Linked DNA regions of Sus scrofa: region 2 is linked to region 1. The links are chromatin contacts, called in public HiChIP or PLAC-seq maps. All regions are on one chromosome and are shown on one strand. Each heading gives the region's core, a stretch centred on a gene start, on an enhancer-like site or on the middle of the called end of the contact. The rest is flanking DNA. Distances are from core to core; before and after follow the strand shown. Region 1 overlaps DAAM1 (disheveled-associated activator of morphogenesis 1). Region 2 overlaps LOC102167425 (a long non-coding RNA gene).

Region 1 (7,777 bases), core at 3,957-6,456:
GCTTAAAAGGACAAAGTATAGGTTCATATTATAGCAATAATACTTAATTTCACAATAATATTTAATTTATCTTGTACAATCATATGGTTGAGAGGCATGATCTTTTTTGAAGTGAGAATTTTTAAAAATAATATCGAATAGAAAGGCTTGAAATTATCGATTATCCCAAGGAGAACTAATATAAGTAATTGAGTTGAAGTTTCAAAGCACATATTACGGCTCACAATGTAGAAAACTTGCCAGCAGGGAAATGCAGATTCTTTAGCCGGCTATGACTTGTGTCACTTTGGTCCACAGTCTCTTGGGTTTCAGTTTCCTCATATGTAAAATGGAGACATTTAGATTAGCTCACTAGTTCCATGACAGTTTTGTCTGCAGGATTTTTTAAAGGAGTGCGACATTCACTGTCTGAGTTGACGCTGAGTGTTCTGAGTTAGAAGTCAGGATGTCTCCTTTTAGATATGGCAAAATTGAAACCTGGAATGAGTAATTTGCCTAGTAATTTAGTGTAATGACAGAATCAGAGTTAGAACTCAAGTTGCCACTGCCGTCCCATCCTAGATGATTATCTGACACAGCCCTGGATGTCAGATACACATGTCCCTTCCCCCACTTCCTACCCCTCCACAGTCATGGCAAACAGTGTTTATCTAGAACTTAATCTTTCCTACCCAGCTTGGACACGGCTCAGAATCTATCTCAAAGTACAGTAAACAGACAAGGAAATCTAACTAGTTTGACATTGTAAAGTAGAATCTTTAAAATAAAAAAGGCCACTGTAAGTTTTTTTTTAAGTTATTATTTTGTTTAATTCAAGTTGCTTACTTTTTAGCAGTGTTTCCCAATGTGATGATTCCTTTTTAGATTAAAAAAAAAAAATTATAGGGAGTTCCCTTTGTGGCGCAGTGGAAATGAGTCCGACTAGCATCCATGAGGTTGTGGGTTTGATCCCTGGACTCACTCAGTGGGTTAAGGATCTGGTGTTGCCGTGAGCTGTGGTGTAGGTTGCAGATGTGGCTCGGATCCTGGATCTAGCCTTGCTGTGGCTGTGGCGTCAGCCAGCAGCTATAGCTCCCAATTTGACCCATAGCCTAGGAACCTCCATATGCTGCGGGTGTGGCCTTAAAAGACAAAAAGACAAAAAAAAAAAAAAAGTATATATATATAGATATATATAGATATAGATTCCCACATGAACATGAATTCAGTAACACTTGCAATGAACTTCAGTTTTATTAGTCACAGTTCATTTGGAAAAGTGGGCACACAAAACTGTATGAAACATTTACATGCTTACGAATGAAAGACACCCTGTAATACTTCCTCCCCACCCCCGCACCCCTCATCCTCACTTACCTAGAGTTAGGCATTAGAAACCATTACTCTGTATTACTTCATCTTTTTTTTGCTTGGTTTTAGTTTAGGTTTTTAAAGTAGGATAGAATTTTTCTCTTAAGAGATCTCATTGGTTTCCATTCCATGTGCTGTGAAGTCCTGATTCCAGGAAATGCACCAGGAGAGCTCCCCTTGCTCCACACCCCTTCCAGCTCTATCTGGTCTGCTTTCTTCAGACTCTTCTTATATATATTGGGATTGTCCTTGGGATTTCATTTAGACAAATTCACAGCTGTAAAAAAAATTTGAAAACCATCAGCAATCCTACCTACACATTTTGCCCATTGTTTGGGGTTACCCTCTTACACTGGAGCCAGGATAAGGACCACCGTGGTCCAACTTGTAGGCCATGCTCCATCCCCTTACCCAAGCTGCTATTCATAGGACAGTGGAGGATGTATTGCTGACACCATGGCCAGCTCTGAGTGCAGTACATACTTACATGGAAAGAAAAATTATTTACATTGTAATACCAGGGAACTCAAATCTGTTTCCACCCTTGAATAAAAGGTTATGTAGTGTGCATATTTGTAAAGGTTTGGGTGTGGGCTTCTTTCACGCTTTGGGATGGGTGGAAGGATTTTTTGTTTTTAAACTTAATTTTATTTTAAACTTCATATTATTTTAAATTTAATTTTATTTTAACACAGTAATGAGTGGTGCTATGGACAGAAGACAGTTTCTCTTTTTCCCTGTGCCTCGTCTCCATGCTGTGTTTGTGGCATGATTTACTTTGTCCTGATTTTAACCAGTATCTTAGCAGAGTCTCTGGTCTTTCCTAGATTTTGCTGTCAGAGGACAACCTCAGGCAAGACTCCTTTCTCTGCATTGGTCATCTGTCATTTTTAAATAAGCATGCCATCAAAATAATAGCCAAGGAATTCCTGTTGTGGCATAGCAGAAACAAATCTGACTGGTATCCATGAGGATACATGAGGTCGATGCCTGGCCTCTGTCAGTGGGTTAAGGAGCTGGCATTGCTGTGAGCTGTGGTGTAGACTGCAGACATGGCTTGGATCCTGAGTTGCTGTGGCTGTGTAGTAGGCTAGCAGCTGTAGCTTTGATTCAGCCCCTAGCCTGGGAACTTCCATATGCCACAGGTGTGGCCCTAAAAAAACAAAAAACAAAAACAACAACAACAACAAAAAAAAACAAAAGACATCAGCCAGATATGATATTTAACACACCTGGTCTGGGCTACTTTTTTTTTTTTTTTTTTTTTTGCCTGGGATGTTAGCTTAAAGCTAAATGTCCTTCTAAGGCTCACTGTGGTTTTGGCGACTTGTTTACCTTAGTTTACCTTACACATTTGGGGCTGTAGGTGATTCCAGAATAACTGGAACAAATTGGTGACAGTTGGCAAAGGGAGTTGTGTAGCTCTTAGCTTCATACCTGGGTGTGGGCTGTTCAGTGTTCCTGTTCAGATTATTCCTAGATGGTCTCTCCCTCCCTCATCACCCCGACAGACTGCTTGCTTCCTCGCCCACCTCGGGAAGGTCATCTCCCGAGCAGAGATGTTTTTCTGAAGTGAAAAGCTGACCATTTCAGTTCAGTCAACAGTTTCAACCTCCTCCTTTCTCGACTGTTTTACTAGACCTGATGCTAAGAAACTGAAATGACTTTCTCTGGACCCCGCTCACTTTTTTACTGAAAGCAGAAGTGCCCAGAGTTAGGAAATAAAAGAAAGAAAAGAATTAAATAAATAAGAGAGTATTTTGTTGGAAACTATCTCCTGTCTTTAACAGAAGCTATTTCTGTCTCATATGAGTCCTTTAACAAGTCTGTTTTTTTTCCAGAATAAGTTAGGATGGTTAAATGCAAACTCTTGACCACCTAAGGAAAGACTTAGTAGAGCTTTAGTTATCATAGCTCATCACCAGCACGCCAGGGGCTCACCAGCTTCCCTTCAGGGGAGGAGCTTGGTGAGGAACCATCTTAAACTTGAAGGACCTTCAAAGTATCTACAAAGTGAATGATGTGCTTTGGTGGGAATTGTTCACTAATGATAACTTCATTTTCCTCTCAAGCAAATTGGGGACTGGGGGTTGTTAACACGGCCACCACTCATATCTCTGTTGCTGGAATTATTGACTAGCTTGCTATAATCAGAACCAAAGTGACTGCTGTTTCGGGCAAAAAGAGTAGGGATGTAACCTCAAGGATTTTTATCCAGCAGCTGTTTTTAAAAGGCATGCCTAGAAATCTAAGTTCTGTAGCCTAGTTAACTGTAATGTGTCAATATCAATTTCCTGCTTTTGACAGTGTATTATAGTTAGGTAAGATATTATCACTGGGGGAAGCAGGGAACTTTTCTGTTCCTCTTCCTCTACTTCTTTCCCTTCCTTCTTTCCTTCCTTCTTTCCTTCCTTCCTTCCTTCCTTCCTTCTTTCTTTCCCTCCCTCCCTCCCTCCTTCCCTCTGACTGATAAGATCATAGCGAGTTAAAAAGTTAAAAGAAAAATACCCTGAGAAGAATTACCATTCCAGGTGAGACACTTCAGTTCTGATATCTTTCGTTCCCACCTTCCTTCCTCCCTTCCTTCTCCCCTCAGCTTTACTGAGAGGCATTTCACCTATATAATCACTTGTTTTAGAGTACAGTTAATTTTTTTTTTTTTTTTTTTTTTACAATTCATTGTTTATCCATAGCCTTGTGTAACCATCACCACAATCTAATTCGAAAGCATTTTCAGCTCTCCAAAGAGTAACTGCATAGGCATTGGCTGTAATCTCTGTACCCTATCCAACCCCCTTTCCCATCTCCATCTTGGGCAACTATTAATCTGCTTTCTGTCTATATGGATTGGCCTCTTCAGGACTTTTAATATAAATGAGGTCATAAAATGTATAATCTTGTGTGACTGGCTTCTTTCATTTAGTATAATGGTTTCAAGGCTTCATCCATGTCATAGCATGTATCAGTACTTAATCCTTTTTTATTGCCAAATAATACTCCATTTAGTGGATACACCACATTTTGTTTATTTATGGATGTTTAGGTTGTTTGCATTCTGTGGTTATTATGAACAGTGCTCCTGTCAGCGTTCATGTACAAGTTTTTCTGTGAACATATGTTTTCAGTTCTCTTGGGTAAATACCTGAAAGTGTGAATTGCCAGGTCATATGGAGACTCTTATGTTTAACACTTTGAGAAACTGCCAAAATGTTTTCCAAAGTGGCTGTACCATTTTATATTCCCCCCAGCAGCGAACGAAGTTTCCAGTTTTCCACAGTTCAAATGTTTCTTAAACACTTTTTTTGTTGTGTTTACTGAATGTTTCCTCTTGTCTTGGTGGGTGGGGGAGTCGGAAGCTGAATGGTAACTTTGGAGGAAATGAAACAAATGAAAATCAAATAAATTATTTTCAGATTGGCTGAGTGTAGCTTTGGAAACCTTTCAGCCTAGAGCCTACAAACCTTCCTGTTTGACTGGATATGACATTACCAGTAATTTTACTTTCCTACTTTTATTCTCCCTGAGGAGAAAAAAGAAGTATGTCTTTTTTGCAGCTAGGCTTGGAAGGTTCAAGCAAACACAAAGGACCCCTGAGTTACTAACAGTTCCACAGGAAGATGTACTTGGTCCATGCCCAGAATAGTTTCTCTAAAATCATTCTCTTGGTGCTTCCTCTGTGCTGTTCTCCACCAGAGTGTAACACAAGAGCTGAATCAAGGTTTGTTCAGTTGGTATTTGGAAAAGAAGTGATGACTGGATGCTGGTCAGCTGGCTCGGGCCGTTGGCAGGCCTGCCCCAGACCATGCTTTCTGCAGACTGCAGCTTCTCAGGTTTGTTATAGGCCTGCCCCAGGCGGGGGTGTTTGTGTTTGCTCTGTCTGAGCTCAGGATAATAAGGCCTTTCGTAATCCACCATGGCAGTGAGCAGGCAAGTCCGGAGGTCTTGGACATGGCCCAGGAGACCAGCCAAAGACAAGATACCAGCTCCTTTGCCCTGTGTAGCCGGATCAGGGAATAGTCAGAGAAGGGAACACCAAGAAAGGTCACTTACTAGTTCTGGTACACAGAACTGACAACGCTCACTGTCTTCTGGCAGTGGTTACTTTTGGTCATACATTGGCAACCAGATTTTTTTGCCTGCTGAAACCTATGTCCACCTTTCTCACGTTCCCCCTATTTTTTTCTTTTCCCAGAAAAGGGTATATATTTTTTGATTCAGGTAACTGAAATAGGAAACCAGAGAGGAGCCCCAGGCTGTGGCAAATAATGGCTGTTAACCACCCCTCCACCCCCATTTATTTTCTCACAGAAAAGAACATTATGAATCATGGTTGCAAGGGTAGATTCCCTCCAGATTTTCATTAACACACTCAGCATGAGCCTCTGTTACTCTCCTTGTGGGTAGGGCTCCCTACATCCAGGTAGTGTCTAGAAGCTGGTGTTGGTCCCTGGGGCCTCTCCAGGCCTGGTTTAGCTGGCCGTCTCCTCCTTAAGCACTGGCTAGTCATCTTCCTTTGACTTCCCAGAGTCCCCCCCCTGAAATGCCTTGCTCAAATCAGGAAAGGAAGTCAGGTTCTTTTCCCCTCATTAAACACTACCCACCTCAGGCACGTTACTTCAATGTCTTATATTATCTCTGTCAAATCAAGAACTTGCTTCCTTGAAAATGAGGTTGTAGGTATGTACCTATATGTGGCAGTTGGGGGGGGGGTGGAGTGTGGATTTTGGACAGCTGTCTTTTTTTTTTTTTTTTTTTTTTTTTTAGGGCCACATATGGGGTATATGGAAGTTCCCAGGCTAGGGGTTAAATTGGAGCTGCAGCTGCTGGCCTAAGCCACAGACATGGCAACTCAGGATCTGAGCTGTGTCTGTGACCTATACCACTGCGCACAACAATGCTGGATCCTTAACCCACTGAGTGGGGCCCATGTCCTCATGGCTATTAGTCGGGTTCATTAACACTGAGCCAAAACGGGAACTCCTGGACAGCTGTCTATTTATTACATTGGTGGAAATTGTCTACCCGTTCTTTTAAGCCCCAGTGTCATAGATTAGGAAAGAAAGATTTTAAGTACATCCATTTTAAGGGTCAATTTCACATTTCCATGAAGCATTAGAATACTTTGTTAGAATAACAGTTGATGTATTTTTTCTATTGGAGAGCCCGTTGTGTAATTTCTGCAGTAATTAATGTGTCTAGCTTAATAACTTCAATTGGTGCTATAAATAATTGAATTCTAAATATATACAATACTTACATATTTCTTTTGACTTGTTTTTGGTCTAGCCAGTGCTTTGACTGGATTCAGAGTTCATGATACTTTCCCAAACTCCCCCAAATAGGAGTTTCCAGCAGTTAAAAAAGTTTTAAAACCGATCTTTGATACACATTAGTTCATTTGACATTGTGTGTGACCTAGTCTTGGGAGAAATAGAACTGTCTAAAAAAGGCTGCTTCTCATGCAGGTAGAGGGTGGAAAACTGGTTCTTTCCAAACAGTATATGCACCTTTTTTTGTTACTCACCATAGTGGACCCAGAGAAGCAGCCTGTGTGATATACCAGGCCTCAGGTCCAGCCCCTGTGAGCGTGTTTGACTGATGGCTGAGGCAGTAAGGCTGATCAAGCGTCAGTCACCACAGCACTTCATACAGCTCCCTTCATCCTCAGGATCATGAGTGGATTTCTCTGCATTACAGCTTATCTACAGAACATCATCCTTTTATCTCTCTGTGACATTTTCACCTTTGATGGGCTTCTGATTACATCAGCGTGGCTTATAACTGGAGTTATGGGGGGAAGTCTGAGGGCGGATTCTTCTAAATAAAACATGTCCTATGCTGTCCAGTAAGGTAGCGGCCAACCATATGTGGCTGTTTATCAGCAGATGTGAAATAACAAAAGAACAAAGAAGGAGTGATCCTTCATGAAGAAGAGAATTCAGAGCTGCTTCTTGAAGTGCTGTAACAAGAATTGAGAATGCTCTTGCTTGTCCTGGGAGACAACAGGGAACAGGGACCTGGATGCTTTTACAGCATGCCAGGTCTCCTCAGGGATTATGCCAAGAACTGGCTAAGTGCTATGGAGTAGATTTTTCCCTCCTGCAGGAAAACAGTATTTAATAGAAAAGAGTTCCTGTTGTGGCTCAGCAGTAATGAACCCGACTAGTATTCATGAGGGTGCTTGGGTTCAATCCCTGGCCTCGTTCAGTGGAGTAAGGATCTGGCACTGCAGACCCAACTTGGATCTGGTGTTGCTGTGGCTGTGATGTAGGCTGGTAGCTGCAGCTCCGATTCGACCCTTAGCCTGGGATCTTCCATATGCTGCAGGTTTGGCCCTAAAAAGAAAGAAACAAACAAACAAAATCTTCACACCTCACCAACAGAGTTTCTGAAGATAGGATGATGAGGGAGGGGTGGTGGTGGAGTG
Region 2 (7,777 bases), core at 1,566-4,065, 150 kb after region 1:
ACTTCCCACTATTAAATTTAAATACTGAAAGTTGTTTACTAAATCAGAAATGATACTTTTTTAACTTGTACAGACTGGACCTAGAAGGGTGTAATTTTCTGCTATGGCAGCTTTCAGTATGTCCACAGACTACCATATGTTACCTCCTCCTGTTAACTAACTTTTTTCTGTAACTCTGTATACAGTTACACAGTTTCATGGTGGAGCTACTGTTGAAACTTCAACTAGAGATACAGAAAAGAATCTCTTGTCTCTAGAATGGATTTATGGTATCTAAGTCAACATGGGGAACCTCACCTGTTCAGAAGAAGGAATGTGTCTTATGTCCTCTGAAAATTGGGGCCTTCTCTTGGCCCCACATCCCTTTGGCTTCTGGGCCATCCTCAACCCAATCTGAAGTCACGTTGATGACAAATTCTCCCAGCGTTGCTCAAGGACCCAAGCACTTTTGCTCTTTGGGATGATGGACTCATGATGTCCTTATAATTTGTGCACCAGCTAGTCTAGCCAGTCACTAGACATGGCACAGTATCCAAGAGCTACTTTGTTCTCCTACACTGGCCTTTGGGGGGGAAAGACCCTTCTACCAGGTAGGCACATTTTATATCCCTCCATTGCGTGTTTATATACTGGAGGATAGGGCTACAAGAGAATCCCCTCAACCCTCAGCTACCCTTGGTGTACTGATAGAAACAAGGAAAAACACGAAACTTTTGGATCATTATGTTTACTTGAATGTCTTCAGTTTTCCCTAGAAAATCATCACCAAGGGAAATGTGCTTCTCTCAGGGGGTGAAGCTGTTCAAACTCTTCAGGATTTTGTTCCTTTTCTGTAACTTCACATGGGTTTTGTCAGGCCAAAGAATCATCTTTAATAAACCAGTTTGGACAGAATTATTTAAAAGATCACCTGTTAAAAGGGGGAATTTGCTGTTTGTTTACTTTTGATAAGAAACACCACCTGTTACCTATGATACGGAAAACCTAAATGTAGTGCTCCCATCCTTGAACAGCTACTTGATGCCATTTAGTTCCATAAGCACTGGCTTGGAGAACAACTGGATTTCAAGTTAGGGTTCTTCTATCACTACATTGAGATTTATAGTCTGTGTATTGGCTTATATCTCTATTCCCTCTATTAACAGGAACTCTACTGAAGTCTAAAAATGTTTTGAGTCCATAATTAAGAGATGGCTTAAAATCTATAAAATCTTGGGAGTTCCCGTCATGGCGCAGTGGTTAACGAATCCAACTAGGAACCATGAGGTTGTGGGTTCAGTCCCTGCCCTTGCTCAGTGGGTTAATGATCCAGTGTTGCCGTGAGCTGTGGTGTAGGTTGCAGACGCGGCTTGGATCCCGCGTTGATGTGGCTCTGGCGTAGGCCAGAGGCTACAGCTCCGATTCAACCCCTAGCCTGGGAACCTCCATATGCCGTGGGAGCGGCCCTAGAAATGGCAGAAAGACAAAAAAAAAAAAAAAAAAAATCTATAAAATCTTTATCTTGGAGAAAGCTTGGAACCCCTGGAGGGAAGGAAGTTTATAAGGATTTTCATATTTTCCATAGCAAAGACCAGTCAGTTGCTTTTCATTTGTCTTGTCCAGAAAATATCAGATCTAACCTTTGGCCTCTTTCCTCACATGCTTTTGTCCATAGCAATCAACTGTGTGTTTCCACGGTAACAAACAAACAACATGAACACAGGATTGCACACTAGGGGGTTTTGACAATGGAGATCATTATTTTAATCAAATCTTGATGTGTTTTTGCTTTTCATGGGAAAGAAAGAAAGGTTCCAAAGTATAATTTTCCCATGTCATTTAAATAAAGCATGTGTTTTCTCTGCTTCTTTGCCTGTGGTTTATTTCACTGGGTGGAGGAAGAAAGGCAGTAGCTCTGTACTGATCTTTAGTACCTTCTCCCATTTCATTTACACCCATTATGGTCATGTGAGGACATTTCTGTGGCAAAGTACTCTACAATCCCCTTAATGTTCTCGCCCCCATCTTCCCACCCCCGCCTCTAGTGTTAGAGAAGCAGTCCTGACTAGTGAGATTTCAGGGACACTCTGACGCTCCTGGGGTGGGAGGGGTGCCTGGAGAAAGGAGGTGACTGCAATGCTGAGTGATGACTCGGGAAGACAGGACAGGAAGAGAAGGAGGTATCCCTACCAGTTGCTGGCCAGACACTTCCCTACCAAACCATGCAATGTTGCCCTCTTCCTCTGCACACACACCCCTCAGCTAAACTCCCTTTGATAACTTATGGGGCCCTCTGACTGCCCCAGTCTATTCACATCTGGGTGTATCACCAAAAACACTTTGAGACTTCAGCCCAGTCTCTAAAAGCTCAGGGTTAACTCTTAGACCAATAGGACCTTATTTCTCAGCTCTTCACTTCAGAAGCTGGGGCAGGGTTGGGGGGTGTGGTGCAGAAATAAAAGGAAGGGCTGGTCACTAGTGAGCTAGTCATGCTTATTAGTCTACCCAGCTCATAAACTTTAGGATTTGCAGATTAAGATAGTTTCTGCAAGGTGATTGTCATCAGGCTCCCGGGAAGAGCCTGCCCCTCCCCTCTCTCCCTTTCTTCCTTCCCCCAAACCAGTTTTGTTAGTTACTCCTCCATCATAAAGGCCACATTATTTGGAATTCTCTTTAAAAGCCTATTACAGAAAACAGTCTTCTCCTACTGCCTTGAATGTGAGTGATTCGACCCTGAAATGTAGCAGCTGTTGAGTGACCTGACATTTTTATGGCTGGTGAGTTCATACAAGAGCTTGGCCTTCCAAGTCTGCTGGAGGAACAACTAGGACGGGTCATGCTGGCCCTCTGTCACTGAGTTGCTGACAAAGGATTAAGGCAGTGGGGAAGGGCACCTCACCACATGCTCTGGAGAAAGGATGGTTTGAGGGCAAGTGGCATGGACTTTCCTTCACTAGCATTTGGTGCAGGTGACCATGATCACTCCTGGAATGACCCGCAGTTAAAATTAAAACATTAAAGTACTCCCCACAGAAGACTGCTCACAAGTGTCCTTGCCCCAGTTTCTAAGTGACACACTAGAACCTGATCAGTCAGAGTTCCAGAATTGGCTGTGGCCAGCCTACATGAGCTGGCACTGCCGAGAGCTTCCTCAATGCCTTCACTTCTCTTTTTGGGAAAAGCAGAGCAGCTCTAAAATTTCTCATCACGGGATGCCATGGTCCTGCCTCTGAGGTCCTGGTCCCTGGGTGCTAGGACCTCACTTCAGCCAACTTACTAACTAGAATTAAAGTCTGCCCTGATTCCACTATTGAACAGTTGTGCAACTGCTTAGAGAAGAAATGTAAAGGGGTTCATTCCAGGGTTTTCCCTTTTTTACCAAGCAACTACAATAACACAGATTTTCAGAATCCTATCAAGGATGTACCAAAACCACATGTGTTCATTTAGTCATAAAATCTATGTATTCCATTGGCATGGATTTTCTCTGTACAAGTTATGGCAAGGCAGAAAGAGGTTGGAAAAGGAGGAAGGAAAAAAAAAATCAAACCCACTGGATGGGCCCACTGCTCTCTTCACAGGAGTGGCCACAGCTGGAGTGCTGTGTTCTCCCAGACAATGCATTTTAAATGCCATGAAAATGCATCCCATAAGGCAGTTTAAAAACTGGCTCAGAAGAATCCACTGACAAACTTTTGGCTCACAAAACAAATTATGAAGGAGGTATGACAGTTGGCCTCGAATATGTGCAGAGAGAAAATTTATAATATATTTCACCAGAAGGTAGGGCTGCAAACAATGGGTCAAAGTCACCAAAACACTGATTCCACTTTTTCAAACCTGTAGAGAACCTCCAAACTCCTTTAACTAACAGCAGTTGGACAGAATGTCTCATTACAAATGAAATCTACCCATTCTTAGAGGCACTAACATCTCAGACTGAATGACCATCCATCCCATCAGAGATACCATCAGAAGTCCAGAACTAGGAACACATGGAAATTTGGGGAGTATGGCAGACAGGAAAAGGCACAGAAGCTCTAAGAATTTACTCCATACCTTCCCTTTGCATCTCTTCCATTGGGCTGTTCTGAGATATATCTTTCATAATGAGCCAGCAATCTATCTTCCCACAGGATTGGAGACAAGATGGTAGAGTAGAAGGACTCGAGCTCACCTTCTCTCACAAAAACCAAAAATCACAACTAACTGCTGAACAATCATCAACAAAAAAGACTGGAAATTAACAAAAAAAAAAGATATTTTACATCCAAAGACAAAGAAGAAACTACAGTGAGATGGTGGGAACTACACATTCCTTTTATAATCAAATCCCATGTCCACCAGGTGGGTGACTCACAAACTGGAAGATAATTGTATCACAGAGGTTCTCCCACAGGAGTGAGAGTGCTGTGCCCCACTTCAGGCTCCCAAGCCTGGGGATTTGGCATTGGGAGGAGTCCCCAGAGCATTTGGCTTTGAAGGCCAGTGGGGCCTGAGGACTGGGGGAAACAGAGACCTCCACTTTTGGATGACGCAAACAAGATTTCACACATACTGGGACCCAGGGCAAAGCAGTGACTCTACAGGATCCTGGGAAAGACCTACATGTGGGTCTTGGAGGGTCTCCTGGGGAGGCAGGAGTTGGCTGTGGTTCACTATGGGGGCAATAACACTAGTTGCAGAAGCCCCAGGGAATATTCATCAGGGTGAGCATTCCCGAAGGTCCATTGACAGATGAATGGATTCAGAAGATGTGGTACACATATACAATGGAATACTACTCAGCCATAGAAAGAACAAAATAATGCCATTTTCAGCACCATGGATGCAACTAGAGATTATAAGACTAAATGAAGCATAGAAAGATAAATACCATATCACATATATGTAGAATCTAAAATATGGCACAAATGAACCTATCTACAAAACAGAAACAGATTCACAGACAGAGAACAGGCTCATGGTTGCCAAGGGGAAGTGGGGAAGGAGTAGGGTGGACTGGGAATTTGGAGTTAGTAGATAAACTATTACATTTATAATGGAAAAGCAAAGAGGCCCTGCTTTATAGTGCAGGGAAATAAATCCAGTCTCTTGGGATAGATCATGATGGAAGATAATATAAGAAAGGGAATGTATCTCTATGTATGACTGGGTCACTCTGCTGTATAGCAGAAATTGGCACAACACTTTAAATCAGCTATACTTTAATAAAAATGAATTTTTAAAAAATGAGGCACAGACTGAGAAGACACAAGAAATGTTTAACAAAGACCTAGAAGATTTAAAGAACACAGATGAACAATACAATAACTGAAAGAAAAAAATACACTAGAAGGAATCAACAGCAGAAAAGTTAAGGCAGAAGAAAAAAGTGAGCTGGAAATGAGATTGGTGGAAATCACTTCTGTGGAACAGAATAAAGAAAAAAGAATGAAAAGAAATTATGACTGTCTAAAGACCACTGGGACAACAATAAATGTACCAACATTTGCATTATAGGGGTTCCAGAAGGAGAAGAGAGAAAGGGCTGGAGAAAATATTTGATGTGATAACAGCCTAAAATTTCCCTAACATGGTAAATGAAACATTCATTCAAGCCCAGGAATCTCAGAGAGTCCCATGCTGAATAAACCCAAGGAGGAACATTCCAGGACACATACTGATCAAACTGACAAAAATTAAAGACAAAGAGAAAATTTTAAAAGCAACTAGAGAATATCAACAAATAACATATAAGAGAAATCATATAAGGTTATCAGCTGATTTTTCAGAAGAAACTCTGCAGGTCAGAAAAGAGTGGCACAATATACTTAAAGTGATGAAAGAGGAAAAAACTACAACCCAAAATACACTATCCAGCAAGGCTCTCATTTTATGGAGAACTCAAAACTTCACAGACAAAAATACACTACCCAGCAAGGCTTCAGATTTGATGGAGAAATCAAAACTTCACAGACAAGAAAAAGCTAAGAGAATTCAACACTATCAAACCAGCTTTACAACAAATGCTAAAAGGAATTTCTCTATGTGTAAAAGAAAAGGTCATGACCAGAAACAAGAAAATTACAAATGGGAATACTCACCAGTAAAGGCAAAAATAGAGTAAAGGTAGAAAATCATCTACACACAAATATGGTATCCAAACTAGAAATTGATGGGGTTCCTGTCATGTCACATCAGAAATGAATCCAACTAGGAACATTGAGATTGAGGGTTTGATCCCTGGCCTTTCTCAGTGGGTAAGGATCTTGTGTTTCCGTGAGCTGTAGTGTAGGTTGCAGACACAGCTCCAATCTGATGTTGCTGTGGCATAGGCTGGCAGCTGTAGCTCCAATTGGACCCCTAGCTTGGGAACCTCCATATGCCATGGGCATGGCCCTAAAAAGCAAACAAAACAAAACAAAACAAAAACTGCTATATCAAAACTTTATGGTAACCACAAACCAAAAATCTCAATAGATACACAAAAAGAGAAAGCAATCAAATACAACACTAAAGGTAGTCAACAAATCACAAGAGAAGAGAGCAAAAGAAGAAAGGAAGAATGAAGACCTACAAAAAAAATACAAAACAATTCATAAGATAACAATAAGAACATGCAAATTGATAATCATGTTAAATTTAAATGGTTTAAATACTCCAAACCAAAAGACCTAGATTGAATGAACGGATACAAAAACAGAAGCATATATATGTGGTCTACTAGAGAAAATATTAAAAGCAACTAGAAAAAAATCAACAAATAACATACAATCAGATCTAGGGACAAATAAAGACTGTAAGTGAGTGGATGGAAATAGGTATTCCATGCAAATGGAAAACAAAAGAAAGGTGGAGCAGCAATACTCACATCAGACAAAATAGACTTTAAAGACTGTCACAAGAACCCATTAAACTAATTAAACCTAAAAAACTTTTGCACAGCAAAGGAAGCCATTAAACAAATGAAAAGACAATCCACAGAATGGGAGAAAACTTTGCAAATGATGCAACAGGCCTAACCTTGAAAATATTTAAACAACTCATACAACTCAACAGCAAAAATCAAATAACCCAACTGAAAAATAGGCAGAAGACCTAAACAGACATTTCTCTGAAGAAGACACATGGATGGCCAAGAGACACACGAAAAAATGCTCAACATCAGTAATTATTAGAGAAATTCAAATCAAAACTACAATGAGGTACCACCTCACACCAGACAGAAGGGCCATCATTAGTAAGTCTATAAATAACAAATGTTGGAGAGGGTGTGGAGAAAAGGGTACCCTCCTTCATTGTTGGTGGGAATGTAAATTGGTACAATCATTACATAAAACAACATGGAAGTATCTCAGAAAACTAAATATAGTACAACCACATGATCCAGCAATCCCACACCTGGGCATATATCCAGACAAAACTTTTATCGAAAAAGATACATGGACCCATATGTTCATCACAGTGCTGTTCAAAATAGCCAAGACATGGAAACACTCTAAATGTCCATTGACAGATGAACGGATTAAGAAGATGTGGTACATATACACAATGGAATACTATTTAGTCATTAAAAAGGACAAAATGCAGCAACATGTATGGCACTAGAGACTCTCATACTAAGTGAAGTAAGTCAGAAAGAGAAAGAAAAACACCATATGATATAACTTATATGCAGAATCTAAAATATGGCACAAATGAACCTATCTACAAAACAGAAAAAGATCATGGACATGATGGGCAGACTTCTGTTTGTCAGGAAGGAGGGGGAAGAGGGAGACTGTCAGGAAGCTTGGGGTTGGTGGATGCAGACTGT

Evidence for each region. HiChIP or PLAC-seq counts read pairs in DNA pulled down with a chosen protein or histone mark.
Region 2: a contact with region 1 is called in an H3K27ac HiChIP or PLAC-seq map of skeletal muscle. The contact joins two enhancer-like sites. A contact is called at or near these places in 2 of 2 datasets of contacts at active chromatin or transcription factors (alveolar macrophages and skeletal muscle).

The regions. Positions count from the first base shown.
Region 1 is chr1:188,360,990-188,368,766 of Sscrofa11.1, forward strand. The region is part of intron 1 of DAAM1 (disheveled-associated activator of morphogenesis 1); the gene reads left to right. Among named protein-coding and RNA genes, the nearest start is that of DAAM1, 30 kb to the left of the region's middle. Within about 2 kb of position 5,207, at least 32 of the 83 cell types and tissues checked have an H3K27ac peak or open chromatin away from gene starts, as enhancers often do. A contact at or near this core is called in skeletal muscle, where this site is marked.
Region 2 is chr1:188,511,151-188,518,927 of Sscrofa11.1, forward strand. All of the region lies in intron 2 of LOC102167425 (a long non-coding RNA gene), which reads right to left. Among named protein-coding and RNA genes, the nearest start is that of GPR135, 67 kb to the right of the region's middle. Within about 2 kb of position 2,816, at least 16 of the 83 cell types and tissues checked have an H3K27ac peak or open chromatin away from gene starts, as enhancers often do. A contact at or near this core is called in skeletal muscle, where this site is marked.